2 separate regions of the Mus musculus genome follow, and region 1 is linked to region 2. A link is a contact called in public Hi-C data. All regions are on one chromosome and are shown on one strand. Each heading gives the region's core, a stretch centred on a gene start, on an enhancer-like site or on the middle of the called end of the contact. The rest is flanking DNA. Distances are from core to core; before and after follow the strand shown. Region 1 overlaps Gm38477 (a long non-coding RNA gene). Region 2 has its middle 72 kb from the start of Gm32624.

The links. A called contact is a pair of places that touch in the nucleus more often than the background predicts.
Region 1: a Hi-C map of the 3T3-L1 cell line shows a contact between it and region 2, with 13 times the contacts expected there. The contact joins two enhancer-like sites. A contact is called at or near these places in 1 of 39 promoter capture datasets (the 3T3-L1 cell line) and 7 of 484 Hi-C or Micro-C datasets (the 3T3-L1 cell line, 3T3-L1-derived adipocytes, the HPC-7 cell line and 3 more).

What each region holds. Positions count from the first base shown.
Region 1 is chr16:87,025,351-87,032,182 of GRCm38.p6, forward strand. All of the region lies in intron 2 of Gm38477 (a long non-coding RNA gene), which reads right to left. Among named protein-coding and RNA genes, the nearest start is that of Gm38477, 21 kb to the right of the region's middle. Within about 2 kb of position 3,566, at least 15 of the 459 cell types and tissues checked have an H3K27ac peak or open chromatin away from gene starts, as enhancers often do.
Region 2 is chr16:86,885,848-86,892,795 of GRCm38.p6, forward strand. No RefSeq gene overlaps it. Among named protein-coding and RNA genes, the nearest start is that of Gm32624, 72 kb to the left of the region's middle. Within about 2 kb of position 1,949, at least 5 of the 459 cell types and tissues checked have an H3K27ac peak or open chromatin away from gene starts, as enhancers often do.

The sequences.
Region 1 (6,832 bases), core at 2,316-4,815, 140 kb after region 2:
ATGAATTTGCAGTGTTGAGAGGTAGATTACCATATGTCGAGAGCTCTCGGGTCATCTCAGAATTTCAGAACCTCCTTCAGATGCGCCTTCTCTATAAGTAGATTCCTTCAGCTCTGGGGTAGAATCAGAAGAGTGGAGACCATATGGCTTTAGGCTTAGGATACAGGAATGCTAATTCCAGTCCCTTAGAGTGGATGTTAATTGCTTTACCTCCCTTCCACTAATTAATTCATCTGAGAGTCTGTAGTTCGTGATTCCAGTTCAAGACCATTTCATATAGGACTTCAGACTATAAACACTGGTCACCTTAAATATCAAATTTATTTTCTCCACTGATGTCAAATACTAGGGAATCCCTCCTACTGATTCCAACTGTTCAAAAACTCCTATCAACATGGGCATTGGTAAGCGGTTTTTGTAAATTCACATGCGGGATTTGAAGTCTGTTCTCTAGAAACTAGAAAACTCTGTCATAAATAATATGCAAAGAAATAGATGGAAGAGTTTACCCATAGGTCACAGATAGCCAAACCCTACTTTATATCACAAAGTACCAAAATGGAATATATGTTTATTACAAATCTGAACAACCCAAGATATCTGTTTTGAAACCAATCATTTTATTTCCCCACTTCTAGAAGATATGCATTTCCTAATATCCCTTTCTGTTTATTTTACCCTAACTACCCTAAGAATAATTTATTTAGCAAGTAACTATGAACAAGGGTTAAGGTTTGATCTGTTGCTATATAATGTAATTCTAAATTCTGGCTCTGATTGCCCCCTGGATGAGGCGATTTTCACAGACCCAATTGATGCTACGTAACCTTGCCCACCAAGTTATCCCTTGTTGATCAATAAAGATGTCTACAACCTATAGCTAGATAGAAGAGAGATAGGTGGAGTTTCAGTTCCCAGAGTTGGGGTCTGAGGAGGACCATAGGGAAGTAGAATTTAATAGTTAAAGGGTAGATTTCTGTCCAGCTCTAGTTTTGATAAAGGCTTATTATGAATATAAAGGTTTTATGTCTTTTATCTGGGAACTGAATGGTCAAAGGCAGGATAAAAACACCCAATTGAGATTACATCTTTACAGCAACAAAAAAGCTTCAAAATGTGATAATTTTTTATTATTATTTTATTTATTTATATTCCAACTGTCGTCCCCCCTCCTGGTCACCCCTCCCACAGTCCCTCATCCCATTATCTCTCCCTCTTGCCTCAGAGAGAGGGTACTCCCCCTCTCCACCCTCCCACCAGACATCCCTCTTCCCTGGGGCATCAAGTCTTTCGAGGATTAGGAAGATGCCATAACTTTTGAAAGCAGTGACATATTTTTCACAACCTGGTCCCAGAGATTTGTTGAGTGACCCAGGTGATATCAAGACTCCATTGATGGTCCTGGGGAAGAGACAACCTATTCAACATTTCCTCTGAGTATTATCCCCAAATACATGATAAGGGCTAAGTAAGTCTCTAGTAGAAGAAGGACCCAACTATCCATTATTTCTTGTACAAAAACCCATCTAGACTACGGCTTTCCTATATCGAGTTCTCTAGCCCCTACTATTGCATCTGAGTTTCTCATTGGATAATATATTCAGTGCCTATTTGGCTACTGCATGTTCTGCCTGGCTCTATGACCACCACAGTGAGCACAATTAATATCTGCCATATCAACCACCCTTAGCTTTGACTATCTCCTTTCCTCTTCATCCAAGCACTTATTCCTGAAATAATGTGGTGTAATGCTTATAGGTCTTAAAAAATATTTTTAATAATTAAATCTTAAAACACCCTGGTCTCAGCATATCATTTCACAAACCCAAATGATATTCCTTTCATTCACTGTCCTCTCTCTCCTATTGAAGACTCTTGAAGACATGGATAAGGTGCTGAGGTGAAAGACATTTCACACTGGCCAAGTCCTTCATTAAGGTATCTCTCTACCAGTAAGGTAGAGAGCCATGCTTCTAACTCTTTGACTTCTGACTCCTGAACTTTCTTCTTTGGCTTCTTTGGCTCGGTAAATCCAACACCTCTCCTGAGACAACTCTATGCCCACTTCTGCTACACCAGGCATATCATCAATCAAAAGAAACATCATTTGAACTGATGTCTCTCGCTTCTTTGTTTCCTGGGCTTTGCTGCCCATTCAAATTTAATATGAGATGTTGGCCTCTCATTTTCTTGGTCTGCATGTGGCCTAGGGTGGATCATCATTCAGATGGACTGAAAGGTCTATTAAAATTCTGGTGTCTGAGCTCTGCTTTGGGAAATATTGGATTAAAGTCTCTGGGTGTGAGACTGAAAAATTTGCTTTTCATCTGTTAACCTTTCTCTCCCACCCACACATTTCCATGTACACTGTTTTTAAGCACTGGATTAAAAACAAAGATCCACTCCCCACAGCTGGCCTCTACCATTCCATGTCTATATAGAGTCAGTGAATTTTCTGCCCTTGTAAATCTGGGGAACATGTGGTTGAATGGGTTGCCATGGTAGCTGAATGTTTCTCCAGATCTTCTGGTGGAAGCGTGAACCAAAGCTCTCAAGGGTGCTATTTGTTTCCATGATGTTACAGGGTATATATTCTCACATGCCTAGGCACTAGGAACCCCCTCCCCATGCCTGTACACAACCTCCTATGCATGGTTGGGAGGAAGCAAAGGGAGTCGGGGTACAGATACCAAGTCATGAACTCTGTCCTAGTGAACTGCTCTCTGTGGCAATCACTGAGAAGTCTGATGCTAGGTTGGGCATAGGAAAAGAAGGCATGGTGTCAGGGTCTGCATTCCTGGGAATTGGGTTGGTAATTCTCTAGAGAAATATCTGTTGAATGGATAGATGGATGAGATGGATGGATGGATGGATGGATGGATGCATGGATGGATGGATGGATTTTAGAAAACAGTGAATAAATAAGTCTACAAATGGATGGATGGATGGATGGATGGATGGATGGATGGATGGATGGATGGATGGATGGATTTTAGAAAACAGTGAATAAATAAGTCTACAAACAGTCAAGACTCAGGAAGAGAGAGCTGCACTGTTTGAAAGGCATTTTAGTTACGCATAAGCATGCTTTTTCACAAAATAACTCAAACTGCTTATTGGTATGCTCTTGGCGAACAAGATTCTGGCAAAGTGCTGAGTCTAAGAAGCAGCACGAATTATACTTTTTTGGGACTATGCCTTTGTGATTTTGCTATTAACCAAAGCAAATAAGTAGCAACCATGTAATGTGTTTATTATCCCAATCATTGAAGTTATGACAAATCTCCAACATAACAGTTTGCCACAATCATTGTTGGAGACAAGAAGAACATTCTTTAGAAGCATATGGGCCTGTGGGTGTGGGTCTGTGGTGCGCAGTACTGAGGAAGGGACCATAGAAGCCTGGAAAAAGTCATGCATGCAAGCTTAGAAAGCAAATTGCACCTTTTTCAGCAAATTGGAAATTGATGGTGTGTAAATCTGAAATCCTAGCAGTGACTATTATTTCCACCCAGGCTATTATTAACTGGTAATATTTTCTCTAGTAAACACTCAGTTGCCCATGGCAACTGGAGTTGTGTCATATAGACACAAGGGCTCCCTGGCTTTACCAGAAACATGGAGAGCGTTTTAAATCAATTTTAAAAAATGCAAAGAAGTTTGCCAAGAACAATATTTTTGAAATAGTAGACTCGGTTTTTACTCGAGATAAAGAAGAAAACTCTAATGAAATCAAGATGGATGCATTGCCACAAGCCTTCCTATCTAATGTTTGCCAGACAAGCAAGAAGTACCCTTCCTTGCGCCTAAGCCCTGTGTTACTCTGTAGCAAAATGAGGTCCTATGCCTCTTCTCAGGAAATCATTGACACCATAAGCTGTTTTCACTGAGTCCCTTAACTTAAATCTCTTCTTCACTGCTTCTCCCAATCAATATTTTAATACCAAACATTAGTATGAATGCACAGCATGCATGTGAGGAATTGCACAAATTATAGCAACAAGGCTTAAAAAGAGTTTACAGTTGCCATGCTTCTTGTAACTGCTGCACACAGCTGAAGGTGAGAATGTTCTCTGTTTATTCGGAGTTTCTAATTTTCCTAAAAAAATAATAAAATTACCTGTTTTTTTCCTCATGTAGGGAACAAAATTAATTTTCTATCTGTATGAAATTTACATACAATGACTTTTTTTACATGAATTTCCAACGATAAAATCTGTCTGAGGTGTCTGTGAAGTGGGGGTTGGGGGGGGGGCGTCTATGTTACAGAAGTCAGTGGATTTCATGGTCATACGAGTTTTAAATTACCACTAACTATGCAGCCTCAACAACTCATATTCACTTTCATGCCGTTCTATGGGCTAGTAATCTGAGACAGAGGTGTGTGTGCTTGTTTTCTCTCTAAGGCTGTGCCTCCCTTCTGGCCTCTGGTGATTGGTTATATTGATCTTGTCTTTGATCTTCCCATCTTCTGTATTCATGCTCACGTGAAGTATGTGTCCCTTTTTATCACAGTGTCCTTTTTATGAAGATATTGGTCATGGGACCCACCATCTCATTGTAGTTTCTCCTTAACTGCACTAGGCATATCCATGTGAACTTCCCCTCTAAAGTTCTGCCAGTTAGAACTTCAATGTATAGATTTGGGGGTGGGGGGCATGATAAAAGTCATGATGAATGTCAGAATACATTAGAATAGTTAGATACTGATTATCATAGCATATAAACTTATGCTGCTTATGCCGAATGCTTGGGTATCCCCCAAAGGGGCAAAGAGCATGAAGCCTGCCTATGGTGTGGCTCATCTTCCTTCCAGACTCTCCAACTCCTATCTTCATCCCTCCTTTGAATTCTAGATGGTTGAAATGGCTTAGCAACTCACAACAATATAACATCCATTAACTTGGTTTTTGGAAGCTACTCTTTTGCCCAAGCTTCTCTTTAAAAAGTGACTCTAGAATGGTCTTCTAACCATTAAATTTTTTAATGAATCTTCAAATTAAACTCCAAGATATGGAAAACATTATATTGAGGAGACTCAACATGGAAATTCTTCCCAAATCAAACAAAATATACCGAAGGAAATGATAGTTGTACAATCTGACCCAGATTTACATGCAAATTGATGTGACAATAAAATGCTAGCGCCTCCATCATCTATTGAAATAACAATGTTGCTAATATACAAAAAAGACAATATACATCTCAAAATCAGTAATATAGAGAAACAAAATGTTACCTATCAGGTCTGAGAGTCTGCTGTCAGTTGGCTGAGGCAAGAAAAACTCCCGCTTGGAACAACAGGGTGCATTCAGTTTAGCTCACCATGAGTTGCTTCTAAGATGGAAGTTCAGGGTCAAGGGAAATAAAGTCAGTACACAAACACATTTCTACTTCTTTTCTATCTCCTAACATCTCATTGGCTAAACTAGATTGCATGATCAAGTAAAAATTGTGACAGAGACCCACGAGCTCCATGGAGATGAAGACTGTGAGTATTTGCTAACCATGAAATAGTCTGTGACAGGAAGGACGAAAAGAAGGTCATAGAGATAGTCACATCGAGGAAACACAAAATCACTGCATTGGTTTTAGTCTGAAGCTTTCCTCAGATCCATTAAGAGTTTCCAGAGTTTGCTATTGATGAGAACGAAAGGATAATGGTAGTTGTTTCTTGTTTGCTATAGTTATAATTTAAAAATGATATGACAGACTGGTTGATAACAACAACAGAAACTAGTTTATTCACAAGTGTGGAGGCTGGAGATTTGATATCAAGTGGTCAACTCAAGGTATCCAGAGAGTAGGTTTGCTCTGATGTAGGGCAAGGTCAACAAATCACCATCTCTCTAGCCATGCTCTGGCATGATCCTTCTTATAAAAATTCCAGTCACACTGCGTTAGGACCCACTCTGAAGTCTACATTCTACCAACTGGCAATTCAGATTTCTACATATAATTCATTGACACCAGAGAGACAAAAACATGGGTCTTGGAATCAAAGAGAAGTAGGCTTCAGTCTTACATCCAAAGCTTACATAGCACAGGAGTAGCTTTTCCAGGTTCTCAAAACCAAAATTGTATATACAAAGCTGGAGACTGTAATATTAGCTTTGCAGGACATTTTGCAATGGCTTTCAGGAATAAACAAAATAACACACATTTAAAAACGTATTGCCTAACACACTGATGCAGAACAACCACAGATAATTATTGCCACTGTTATTTGACTATTCAACATTTTAACAAGGCACATTCTGTACTAAGCACCAGAGACAACACACAGTGCCAGTTATAAAGCAAGGTGATGCAAAATTCACATAGAAGTGGGAGAGAAAACAACAGAAAATAGTCTGCAGGCCATGATGCCATTATGTCATTTAGAACTATTTCTTCTTTAAGAATAAAAAGCCTAAAGAAAGACTTTCTTAGTCTTCCATTGAAAGGACCTTCTGGGCCACAAACGCATATTGCTATGCTGACTGCATAGATGAAAAACTGGGACACATGGAAATTTTGTGATTTCACTGTCAACTTGGAGTCAGTAAGATAAGCTATTGCTAGAATCCACTCTTTCCTATAAGCATGGCTCTCTGAGTCAACTGCTTTCACTCCTTTCTTTGCTTTGAAGATCATATACAGCTTGATTGGAAAGTTACACTCTATAATTTCACAGTGATTACATGGCCCTGAAGATCGTTTTGTAAGTAAACGTTTTGAAACCAAAGATAATCATTGTTATACAACCATAACCCTTTTTCTTATGCCATGTTCTCCAACCAGAAATTTATCCAAGCTAAAGTTACGCTTCATAGTCTCAGGGGCAGGCAGC
Region 2 (6,948 bases), core at 699-3,198:
AGATTCTTATCATTACATGTAAATAAGAAGTGTTAACAATCACAGTAGCTTGGAATTGCCTAAGACACTAGCTTTACCTAGCTTTCTTGGGAAATAATTTTTTTTTTTATTTTATTTGAGGTCTGAGGTTTCAATTCCTATTTGATTATGAACCTAGATTGAGCCATAGTCGTGCAATATCGCTTAAAAAGCAACAACAATAAATAAGGTTTTGTTGGGTTGTATCCACAGGAATGTAGTGAGGTTCACTGCTGAGCAGAATCTTGGATTTTGCTCATTAAAAGCTGGAATATAAAATGACCAAGAAGAGGTCTAACAGAAAGCAGACTCTGCCATATGGCTTCAAATTGATGGCCCCAGTGAGAGAGATCTGAGACAGCGTAGCCATCTACTACATCATAAGAGATCCATCTAGGAAGAGAGCAGAAATCATGTCGAACACAATACATGAAACACAAGCCAACATGGGGGGGGGGGGGGAGAAAGACCTGAAAGACTTTCAGATGGGGCCCTGAGGTGTCGAACATCTTTTTAAAGAGGTCTATCACAGGATAAAGCAACCAGAGTTCTTCCCATCAACAAAAAGCCCCATAAGTCAGAGGGCATGGGATGTTACTCATGCCCTCACTTTGGTTCTGATTAGCCCTTTAACCCTTAGTCAAACATCAGTGTTTGGTTAGAAATTGTTTACAATTAATTCCACACAATGAGACAAACTGTTTTTAAGGCGCATTCACTCCCTGGCCAGTTACCACCATAATTAGCCAATAATTGCTTGCGGGTTTGTTCTTCAGCTTTTCCTTTTTAAATTTTTTCAATTATGTACTCTGCAAATGTCTGTGAATACTTACTCCATTCCAAGCTTGAAATTTTAAAAGCACATAATAAAAATTTAAGTTCAAAACCCATTTGATTAAAATTGACTGAGATTCAAAGACTCTTATTTTAAACTATGAACAGCAATTATTTTAAAAATGAAAAACTGAGAAATATTAATGAGTCTTACCTAAGGTGTTTTTGTTCAGGAATTACCTTGATGATAACAATTACTATTTTTTTCTAAAATTTAGAGGAAGGTCCATCCCTATGAATAATCCCAGTAAGAGGATTGAAATGACACTTCCACTGTGGTCCTCCACATCCTGATGGCTGGTTTTACTACCAACCATGCATTTTCGTCACAGTTACTGGCCAGTCTCAAATAAGCTGTACTATTTAATGCCATTGAACTAAATGATTGAGTTCCTATCTACGTGGAATATATGAAAACATTATGGTAAACTGACTTAAAGTAAGGAATCAGTGAAAAGAAATCGAAACAATCTGAGATCCAAATAATTAGGAATGATGTCATATATGATGTCATACACAGTGCTTCTGTTCCCTCTTTACGAGGTCCTATGTACACAGGAACTATTGGAGGGTACAATGCAATACCTATAAACTCCATAATTGTCATGTCTAGTTATGGTCAATGTTTCCAGAAGAGAAAGTCGGAGTTGATACTATGGGATGGGGATGGAACAGAAGCAGCGGATAACACAGGGAAGAAGGGAGACACAAGGAGAATCAACGAGGTTATGATAACATCGGTGAGAATTTCACTTATTGGCTCCATTTCCATTTTGTAAGTCATCTGCAGAGCCGCCTTGGGTTACACTCTGTAGTTTCAACAGAAACCTGAGCGCCAGTCTTCTCTGATGGCTAGCAATTTAAGGCTGCAAGAGGTCATCGCTTTTGCCATCCTTGAATCCAAACATATGCTCTTGAGAAAATAATTTTTAAGAGCTTTAAACCTAGCACCTTTCGCCAACTTAATTCTTTGAAAATGTTAGAAAAACAAAACCATTTTTTTTTCTTTTCTTTTCTTCAAACTTGCTCTGAACTGACTTGAATTTTTCCCACCCAGGGAGTAACTCAGGAAAGATTCTTGCTGCCAACTGTTCGTGGCTGAATTGCTCAAGCATGACCTAGGTTAAAGTTACTTCAGTCCTGGGATGGTGGCCTTTTAACCCATTTATAGGTTTCAGATTTATGTTTCATCTTTTCTGGGAAAGTGGTTATGAGAGTAGGGTGGTGGAGCAGTGTCAGAGTGCCCCTGCCTTTTCTAGGAGGACATGGTCTCCTAAGGGTGATACTGTCGCTTTAACGTGAAAATGCTGACAGCTAGGGTAGGGGATCCAAAGAAATAAATTAACGCCCTTGTCTGGTGTTCAGAGCTATGATTTCATAGGAGTGTGAAAACGATTATTCCATAGGAGGACATAAGCCCGCTCTGATGGATGACTTAATAACCTCCAACAATTATGCAAAGTTGTTTTATAGAATGATGTCTTGCTGTCTGGTGTCTTCTGTAGGAAGCAGACAGAATGAGAACAGAGAGGCACAAGCTATGTGCTACCACAGGGATAGATATCATTTAGAAATTCTGGATTTCTGAATCAAGGTGGTCACTACGAAAGAAAATCAGTTGCTAAGACAAAGATTGCCAAGGGCTCCTCGCAGGAGAAAGAAATCACCAGGGTGAGTGATCAGACTTTTTTTTTGAAGTATTCTTGACGAATTGGGTCCTCTATGATGGCAGCTCGGTTTACAGGACCTATGTTAAAAATTCTAAAGTTCATCTCTGTTATGTGGAAAGAATATGTTTGTCCTTCACTTGTGTGCAGACAAAAGAACTCTGCATTCCCCACATGTATATCAATGCCAGGAAGCAAGCAAGTACACATCTGACACGTTGCATATATTGTACATCATGATTGATGGTAAAATGCATGTCATGGCATCGGTCAAGAGTTCAGCATGCCTGTGAGAGCTCATGTGCTTTGTGTCCTTTGAGACTATCTGGCATCACAACATTCTTCTCAGTCATAGACTTGTCCCTGACCTTGCTCTGTCCACCTCCTCCTCCAACTGTTCTCCGACATTCAGAACCATCTGTGAGCATGCATGACCATCAGATTCGGGGGACTGGTGTTCCAAAGAAGCACTCAAGAGCCCATGAGTGCCCAGGAAAGGCACTTCTCACCCCTGTGACACTCCAGTTGCCACTGAGAGCCACTTCCCAAGTGCCCCCCCCCCTTTTTGAAAGAAAAATGAAGCTTTCCAACTCCTTTCCAATCAATCACAGCTAACTGTATGACATACACTCTGACTAAAGCTATAAAATCAGATATTCACTCGGAAGAAATAGTGTAGGCATTAACTTTGGCCTGATTTCTAGTGCTATATTCTTAACTCCTTGCCTCATTTCCCCTACTGCTCCATCAGAGAGTTTAAAGGATTTTCTAAAGACAATAAAGCTAAGAGTAATGGAAAGAAATCTTGGCCAGATAAAAAGAAAATAAGTATTCAATGTTAAAGTCCTTTGAAAAGGAAGGAGTTACATTAAATAGCAATTACAGTGCAGTGAGGAAATATTACCGAGGCTGGTAATCTCATCACGATTTGGGAGAATTATACAGCAGAGCAGCAGAGGCAAAGCTCTGGAGTGAGCACACAGCTACCAGGGCATCAGTGTCTGCAGGATGACAGAAGCAAAGGCCAGTAATATGGAAATCTATGGAGGGACCATTGCTGGTGTCACGCCTCCATCCATCCCATCTTTTCCAGATTTAGGCTATTCCTTTGACATCTGAGAATCATTGTGGTAGACAAATGCATGAATCTATGTATTTACTCAATTGTTTTCATGAACCCATCATGGGATTGGGTTCTAACCAAGGGAGAAGAGAATGAAAAAAATCTTCATCACTAGCTTAAAGTTGCTTGTGGTTCCACTGATAAGTTCTCAGTCACTAGTGTTGAACTATCAAATCAAATCAGTCTAAAACTAGTGATATTTTATGTTGCATAAAAGGGGGGGGCAAATGTCTGGAAGGAGAGAGGAAAGAAGGGAAGTGTTCACTTGCAAATGAACCTCTTTTATAGGGTTCCTGTGGGTGCTTCACTATTGTACCATATGCTGCTGTCCTTTCTGTCAAACAGTTGTTGTGTTATAGTGATCATCAGGGGTTTTATTGTTTGACACATTTCAGTAATAGTATTGTTTTTTATTAGATATTTTCTTTATAAACATTTCAAATGCTATCCCCAAAATTCCCTATTCCCTCCCTCTGCCCTGCTCCCCTACCCACCCGCTCCCACTTCTTGGCCCTGACATTACCCTGTACTGGGGCATATAAAGTTTGCAATACCAAGGGGCCTCTCTTCTCAGTGACGGTTGACTAGGCCATCTTCTGCTACATATGCAGCTAGAGATGCGAGCTCTGGGGTACTGGTTAGTTCATATTATTGTTCCACCTATAGGGTTGCAGACCTGTTCAGCTCCTTGGGTGCTTTCTCTAGCTTCTCCATTGGGGGCCCTGTGTTTCATCTTATAAGATGACTGTGAGCATCCACTTCTGTATTTGCCAGGCACTGGCATAGCCTCATACGAGAAAGCTATAACAGGGTCCCTTCAGCAAAATCTTTCTGGCATATGCAATAGTGTCTGGGTTTGGTGGTTGATTATGGGATGGATCCCTGGGTGGGGCAGTCTCTGGATAGTTCATCCTTTAGTCTTAGCTCCAAACATTGTTTCTGTAACTCCTTTCATGAGTATTTTGTTCCCTATTCTAAGGAGGAATGAAGTATCCACCCATTTGGTCTTCCCTCTTCCAACTGGTAATAAGAATACATGCTCCACTATGTTCATAGCAGCCTTATTTATAATAGCCAGAAGCTGGAAAGAACCCAGATGTCCCTCAACAGAAGAATGGATACAGAAAATGTGGTGCATTTATACAATGGAGTACTACTCAGCTATTAAAAAGAATGGATTTATGAAATTCTTGGACAAATGGATGAATCTGGAGGATATCATCCTGGGTGAGGTAACCCAATCACAAAAGAAGTCAATAATAGTACTGTAAGTGAGTTCATCTCATTACCATGCGTAATTGGTAGGTCCACACGTGAAGCTGGGGTGAAACTCTGAGGATCTGACTGTTTCTAATCCCCCAAGAGAATCTGAGGATCTGACTGTTTCTAATCCCCCAAGAGCATCTGAGTGAGGGTACAAAGGCAGCAACTGCTTCTCTTCTCCATGCGTGCTTTTCCCCAATGATACACTCACCCCCATTCTCTGTGCTTTTTAATCTTAGCATGTTTTTCATGTTTTCTGGAGGAGACTTCCCTAGTTCATATGGTCTTAATATTAAATTTCTAAACCTGGTTCTAAAATAAGCTAGTTTACAAAACAGACAAAAACAATGTGTGCCGAGGAAGCGGGTGGTGGACAGGTTGGTAGATGAGGAAAGCTTTTTACAACATGGGAACTCCACTAATTTTGGTATCTGGGGAAAAGTGATTCTAATAAATTTTGCAACGTAGAACTCCATCCAGCTCATGTGGAATATTAATTAACTTTTAGATGTTTTTCTGTATAACTAAGTAATAACCCTAGGTTCATAAAATGAGAAAAGAAAAAAACAGGAAACAGAAGAAAACAATCTCCAGTATCTGTAATTATAATTTGTTTGGATACTAATTCATGCCATATTTTTGAATTTTTGTCAAAGTAAAATATCAAAAAAGTATTTATATTGGTTTATGAAAAAAGGAGGAACAATTTGCTCCTAATAATTGGCATTATTACTTCTACATATTTTAAGAAGGAGCAGTTGTCTGATCTAGTATATACTGCTTTGTAAACAATTGATTTTGACTTCTAGGAAACAACCAACCTGCAGACAGCTGAGTATTCTGATTTTGTCTAGGATATCAAATTAGAGTTATGCACCATGACTCCACATACACACACAGAGACAGACAGACAGAGAGACAGGGAGGGGGAGGGAGAGAGAGAGGAAGAAAGAAAGAGAAAGGAATCTTTAGCTTGCAGAGATGAAACTTATATCTCACCTCCATAGAGGCAGTATAAAGCCTAGTATATTTGCTGAATTTTTGCTAGGATAGTCAGTTTGACTAAACATCTATTAAATAGACTAGCCCAGAAAAAGTAAAGAACTTCCAATGTGTCTTTTTCTTAGATTGAATGAATTCTAAATCCAGTTCATATTCGTCCGCTTGCTGCTTGCTTCCATTTGGCCAAAGTGATCACACAGCCTTGCGGTCCTAGTTTTACTTCGCAGATTGGCTTCTCCCAGTTCAGCAGCCTCAGCCTCACAGTAATTCCAAAGAGCATCAACACTGTCCACGCAGCAAACAAGCCAATGGATTGCACTGCCTTGCAGTAAGAGCAGGTCCCTAAATGTGTCTGTACAAAGTGCTAAATGATGGGTGTAAGGAAATCGGATTGCCCACTGGAAAAGCTCTTCACTGCTTTGAAATGTTTCTTGGATTCTTTTGTTTTCCTGCTCTTTTCTTTTAAATGAGAAAGCTGTTTGTTTTGCTCGTAGCAATATCCATGGTAGTAAAACAATCTTTGTAGAGAAGATGATATATTTAGGTTGGAGCAGGAACCCACAGTCATGAAACTATGAAGGTCATGGTAGAGATAAACACAGAGTAACTTGGATGCGTGCATCTGAAATACCTATGTCCATCTGAGGAATTTGGACTGTTTCTCAAACCTGTGCAATAACAGATGAATGAATCAGAAGGCAAAGTCATTTTCGACTGCTTTTTCTTTTTTTAATTAATTATTTTAATTATTTACATCCCAAATGTTGCCCCTTCCCTGTCCTCCCTCACATAATTCTTCCGCCAACTCCCAAATCTCATTCCCTTTGCCTCTGAGAAGGTGCCCCTCTCCAGGTATCCTCCAACCCTGGGGCATCAAGTCTCGGTAGGATTAAGTGCAACCTCTCCCACGGAGGCCAGATGGGCAGCCCTCTGCTACATATGTGTCAGGGGGCAACACACTCTTTGGTTTGTAGCTCAGTCTCTAGAAGCTCCCAGAAGGACAGGTTACCGACAGCTTTTTAGTTCAATGACTGCTATCAC